Linked DNA regions of Hordeum vulgare: region 2 is linked to region 1. Evidence: chromatin contacts called from public Hi-C data. All regions are on one chromosome and are shown on one strand. The core of a region is the stretch at or near the end of the contact, and the rest is flanking DNA. Distances in the headings are between cores, read along the strand shown.

The links. Hi-C and Micro-C count contacts between places; a contact is called where the count stands out from the background.
Region 2: a contact with region 1 is called in a Hi-C map of seedling, with 5 times the contacts expected there. The contact joins the promoter of LOC123401798 here to the promoter of LOC123404040 in region 1. A contact is called at or near these places in 2 of 6 Hi-C or Micro-C datasets (leaf and seedling) and 1 of 1 datasets of contacts at active chromatin or transcription factors (embryo).

The regions. Positions count from the first base shown.
Region 1 is chr6H:353,184,453-353,187,492 of MorexV3_pseudomolecules_assembly, forward strand. It overlaps LOC123404040 (enhancer of rudimentary homolog), which reads right to left and starts at 1,492. Exons shown (of 4, transcript XM_045097951.1): 1 at 1,317-1,492. The coding sequence starts at 1,319.
Region 2 is chr6H:353,708,383-353,711,422 of MorexV3_pseudomolecules_assembly, forward strand. It overlaps LOC123401798 (hydroxycinnamoyltransferase 2), which reads left to right and starts at 1,427. Exons shown (of 2, transcript XM_045095647.1): 1 at 1,427-2,007. The coding sequence starts at 1,585.

The sequences.
Region 1 (3,040 bases), core at 242-2,741:
GGAACACCACAGACAAAATACTTTGTACCGCAGCCAACTTTATATTTGAGTCAAAAGGCTCTTTTTTGAAGCTATGTTACATTGACAAGTACCCGGCATGAGATTCGCCATTTTTGAAAGAATGGCGAGTATACTTTATTTCACAACCCAATGTTGTATATAATCTAAAAGGTATGTTAGGCGGCCGGCCAATATATGCACGATTTTGTCGAGTGAAGTGTTGTGGCATGACGGGAATTGGTCGATCGTGAAAGATATGGGCTGAGTTCCAAGAACTCGACGAAGAAAGTGATTTTTTTCTCGGTCGCCGCCAATCTTCAAAGAAAATATATACACACTGAACATGCTGGTCCAGACACCCAAGACACAACCGCCCCTAAACGGTAGGTTACAGGAGAAACATGGAAGGTAGTTACTTCAAATTAAACTCAAAAGCAATGCACATTATCTAGGCCTTCTTTATACCAAACATTATTACTTGACTACAAAGAAAGAAAAGACTATATGAAAAATGGACAAGGAATCAACGGAATCAAGTTGTTCTGATGATTCGGATTTGGCAGTCAAGACATCTATATCTATGGAATTTCAAAAGAGAGAAAAGGATCTGAATCCTCTCCGAGGATGGGCTCAAACCTTAGCAGAAATATTCGTAGTAGTGTATGTTCCCTATGTTAACTAGGTGACCATCGACAGCTTGGATAGGCCACGGCTCGACGCATCCTCCCAGTCCCTTTTCTCAGCTTAAAACCCAAAAGGCTACATTTCTAAGATGTATTGTATGGCACAGACAAATATGTGCCCGACACAGGGGGCATCGCTATATATATATATATATATACAACGCAATATATAACCTACTTTTCGATATGCTCATAGTTTAAAAGAAAAAAAAGGCATGCCTAGGCTCTAGGCGATAGCAACGCGCTTAATATTGCTTAATCTGCGCATGTGCATGGGTTTTGGTCAGAAAAGCGCAAGGTGGTGGCAAGACACACAATTAACACCTGCTCTTTCTTCTAACTATGTATATGCTTCAAAATACTACAAGCTGGAAACATGGAGATGTACCCTAAATAGCCAGCAGCAGGCAGTGCATTATAGCGAAAAAACAAAAGGAGACAAGAGTTTAAATTCTACTAACTCCTCCAATCTACGAACAAGACTGCAACCTCTCCGAACTAGGAGTACAACCAAATAACCTAGCGTTCGAAGGGAACTTCACTTGACCTCAGTGGCCGTCCAAATCCGATTCTGCTGCGATGGTAATACAGGGAAGGAGAGCACCTAGACGAAAGAGAGGACAGGGGGCTCACCATGGCTAGGAAGAACTATCGGGAAGAAGAGGATAGCGGCCCGCGCAAATCCGCCGATGCCCGACGGGAGAAGGGGGGCAGCCGTGAAGAGCGGTCGCCGTCGCTGGTTTGCCGAGAACGCGAGAGCGAGGGAGGCGTCCGGAAGATGTTCTAGGGTTAAGTGGGGTGATGTTAGCTTGGACTGGGCCGTGCGACACTGCGACTCTGTCTGGATAGGTCCACGTCCACGGTTTTTACCTTTTTCTTTACTTACTAACTAGCAAAAGAGCCCGTGCGTTGCAACGGGAGAATGCAAGGGCCGAGAATCGGACTCGAAGGCATAGATATTCTAATGGTGCAGTATTATCGAACATGTCAAATATGTATCCTTAGGATCCTTGTGCATGTCAGATAGCATTACGGATTTTTGTTCACGTTTAACTCACTTTTCTTCTTCTTACTCTATCCATTATCTTTGTCTCCCTTGCTTGGGTATCTAGAAACATAAAAAATACAATATAGCTTAGAATTTATCGAGATGCATCGAATCCTTTAACAAAGGACCACATCACTGTAATGAAAAAAACTCATGCAGTCAACCTTTTCATCTCATCTGCATTAACTAAAGTGTGAATCAAATCTTCTAGTTCAGTTGTAACCATAAAAGTAAAACAGAACTGTAACGGAGCAAAACTAAGACTCATTAACTGATGGAAGTTTACTCAGATTTTCTTTTTTGTGGAATCCTTGTTGGACTAACAAAATAGCAAACAATAGTAGCTAGCTTTCCCGAGAAAATATCAAAACCGCAATCTGCATCAATTACCGAGGAGAAAATTGGAAATTTGCCACTTTCAATATATGGATTCTTAAAATTATCATTTTCAAGATTGACTTCGCACATTTGCCACTTAGCTCGTTGGCTCCTTAATTATCATGCCACTTTCCTCCTATTTTTTATTTTCATTTTCCTTTAACATTTATAAGCATTGGAAAAGACCAAACCAGCCCTGATGCATATACACGTAATATCCAAATTTCAGTTGACACTTTGAAGCGGAGGACAGCGTACCGGCCACCTAGAATACCGGGTGATCTCGTCAATGCAGACTGCTTCACCGATCTCCTTGACGCAGAGTGTCGCAGATCGTCTAGAGACTAGACGTCGCATGCCGCGGATATTCTCAGCGTCCCGAGCAGGACGGCGGGCTGTGCAGCTATGGCGCGCGTGGAGACGGCGCGAGCAGCAAGCAGCCTAGTGGCGCCGACGGGGGCTGCTTCAGTAGCCACTCTTATCGACATTCTCGAGTAGTTGTGTGTTGTTCTCCAAATCAGTGCTAGCTGAACTTCAGAGGAGACCAGAACCTGTAGCCGCGGGCTGGCTCGAGTGCCCGCGGTGGGCCTCATCGGCCGTGTAGTAGGCTCTCTTCACGAGCTCCTCGCGGAAGATGGCGTGCCGCGACTGCGCGCCGGCGAGCATGGCGGCCGCGGCCATGGGAGCGGCGGGGCCGGCTTCCTCGCGCCTCGCCACGACGGTGCGGGCCCGTCTCGCGGACGGCGGGCTTCGGCAGGGGCGCGGGAGGGCTCCCCCTTGGTCGAAGGCGCGCAAAGGAGAGGGAGGGCGGGGTCCGGCACCGGGTCGCCTGCAGCTCATCGACGAAGGCCGGGGCGCCGCGGGGAAGGAGCTCGAGCGCGGCGGGGAGCTGCAGCGTCGAGAGGCGGTGGTGGGGGCGGCACTTGATGGA
Region 2 (3,040 bases), core at 177-2,676, 520 kb after region 1:
GATTTAGCAAGGCTGATAAGTAAGAGCATCTACAACCGGACCCCTCATATCTGTCTTAAATGTCCGGACTGGCCGCCTGTTCACTCACCGGTCATGAAATTTCGACCGAGCCGGGTGCCTCAAACGCCTGAGCTGACCAGCACCCCTCATTTGCACAACCCAGATACGGGCAGATATGGGCACGCCCGCCACGTCGGACTAGATAGACCTACTCCGTCGTAAATTGCACCAAATTTACCCCGCAAAACTGTTGGATCCATTTGCTCTTTCCTCTCTTCTTCCTCCTCCCCGCCGTCAGTATTGCAACTTCATCGTCGCGCGCGCTCCACATCCATTTCTAGCTTGTGCTCCGCCAGCTCCGGTAGAGTAGTCCTCCATCCCGTCCTCGCCACGGGGTCGTCGCCGCCGGCCCGGAAGCCACCGCGGTAGGTCCGGCAACTCCCCGGTTCCGCCTTGCACTGGATGTGTTCAACACATTTTTTGGTCGGATTTTTTATGAATTTTTCGTGGGGCTGCAATGATGTGGCAATCAGAAACTTTATGGTAGCTCATGACATGTTGTGTTAGTTTACACGATATGATTGTCAAGGATGAGGGTGGTGTTGCAGCTCAAACAAATGATTTTGAAGCACCTCGATAACAACATGAAATCCCGGAAGGTCAGATGTCGCTTAGCTTATGAACTTTGTGCACATGCATCAGAATCTCTGAGATCATCAAATACACACGCAACTACTTAATGATCTAGTAAAGCACATGTGGATCCATAATGGAAACCAAAGAGTACATGATTGATTGTGTACTTCAAATAAATTTGATATAAACACTATTTATATTCAATACTAACATTTATTATTCACGTGCGATAATGGTTTCCGTGATCGGTTTTGTATGATCTTGAGAGTTTAATTTGAGATATGCGAATGCGAGGAGCGAAATACCAAGGACCATCCAAATACGTCGGTGAAACGTGCACAACACGCGTCCGCGGTCATATAAAAAGCCAGATTTACCGAATTCGGGTGTAGATGCTCTAATTTACTAGATTCGAGGGGTATTAAAACAGGGGAATGATGCTCGTCCAAGATCATTGGCCGCTGCATAGCATTTTCGCCCAAGTATGAATTATTAGGGGCAGCTGAGGAATTCCCAAAACCGGAAGCTGCTGTCAGTGGTGATGCAGCGGATAGAGGTGGACAGATCACGCTGATGTGTAGATCACCGGTAGCGCGTCCACGGTTCGGTAGGTTGGACCGTGTCCACCGATGAACGAAAAGGGTCCCGCTTCCGAGCCTGGTCATCCATCCCACCAACTCCCCACCCGTCACCAGCTCCTCCCACGAAGCAATCGGGCAAAATAATAAAGTGGAGGCGAACGAGGACAAGTCGCGCCATCCCGCCTCGCCGGCTATAAAACCCGCGCCAACCCCCGCTAGCTCACCAGCTCTCCACCAAGAGCTACCAAACGCCCTGCTTTAATTTTAATCATCGCCGCTGTTGCTTCTCCCACGCGCGTTCCACGTACATCGCTCGTTTTTCTTGCGCCTAGTAGTCTGTCTGCCCGCCAGATCTGCATCCGCGGAGATGAAGATCACGGTACGGGGATCGACGGTCGTGGTGCCGGCGGAGGAGACGCCGCGGCTCCGGCTGTGGAACGCCAACCCGGACCTGGTCGTGCCGCGGTTCCACACCCCGAGCGTCTACTTCTTCCGGCGCGGCGCGGGGGAGGAGGAGGCGGACCGCTACTTCGACGCGGAGCGGATGCGCCGGGCGCTGGCGGAGGCGTTGGTGCCCTTCTACCCGATGGCGGGGCGGCTGGCCCGCGACGAGGACGGGCGCGTGGAGATCGACTGCAACGCGGAAGGGGTGCTCTTCGTGGAGGCCGACGCGCCCGACGGCACCGTCGACGACTTCGGCGACTTCGCGCCCACCATGGACCTCAAGCGCCTCATCCCCGCGGTCGACTTCACCGGGGGCATCTCCTCCTACCCGCTCCTCGTGGCCCAGGTAACCATGAATGTCACTCCGTGATTTTTCCCACACGCGAGGAACAGAGTATGGACGTGCCGACGAAGCAGAGCACACCGCGTGCGGTCGCGTATGGCACTGGATTTGACCAGGGTTGGGTACGGTAGAAATGGACGGTCCAGCGTCGCTTTCAGCAACAGTCTAGGTCGTCGGCGCCGCATGACATGGAGGCGACCCTGTCAGGTCGACCCGTCCGTGAGGCTAAGGAAATGGAACGAGGCATGACTGACTTCTGTTTTGCCTTTTTAGCGCAGCTTTGCAAATATCTGCGTGTCAGCCTCTTGCCGTTAGCTGTCGGTCAACAATGCACCGGAATGATCTTTCAAATTATAATTGAAATAGGGCATCCCTGGACTTGTTTAGCGCCCTCTCTTTCAAAAAGAAATCCTCATTGTCAGGCCACCCTGAATTTCACACCTCGCGTCAGGCTTTATTCTTCTGTCCTTACCACTCCAAAAGCGGTAGCATCATGTTCTTCCTTCGTAAGAATATGTATCATTGATGAGGTTGCGTGATTACGCGTTCAATTTATGTAGAATTGTCGGCATGGGTCTTTTTTTTGTGAAGATTGAAATTGTACCGGTGGAATTTCATAGCAGCTTGCATACATTACAAGTTTGGATTTATCATTGCAGTTCGGCACCATATTACGTATTAGATGGAATTATCTTTCCGCAGGTTTTTTTTTGAAAAGGAGGAAACGAGCCTCCGGCCTCTGCATCAATCAATGCATGCAGCCATATTATTAAAAATAAACGTAAAGTATGTGTTGTCCACAAATCTCTGAACCTGAGTACAAAAATTAAACAAATAAATTGCCCATCCGGCTCAACTGATAACAGACTATGATGCCTATACACCTAGCCTATTATTAGCACGCCATCCAAATCGGTTGAAGATAACCCGAGCGGCCGTCTCCCATCGGTTGCACCCAATATCCATAAGATCCCTGGAGTCCACATGACTGAGTAACGACCACATACGGATCCAGGACGTTGCTCTGAAAATAACC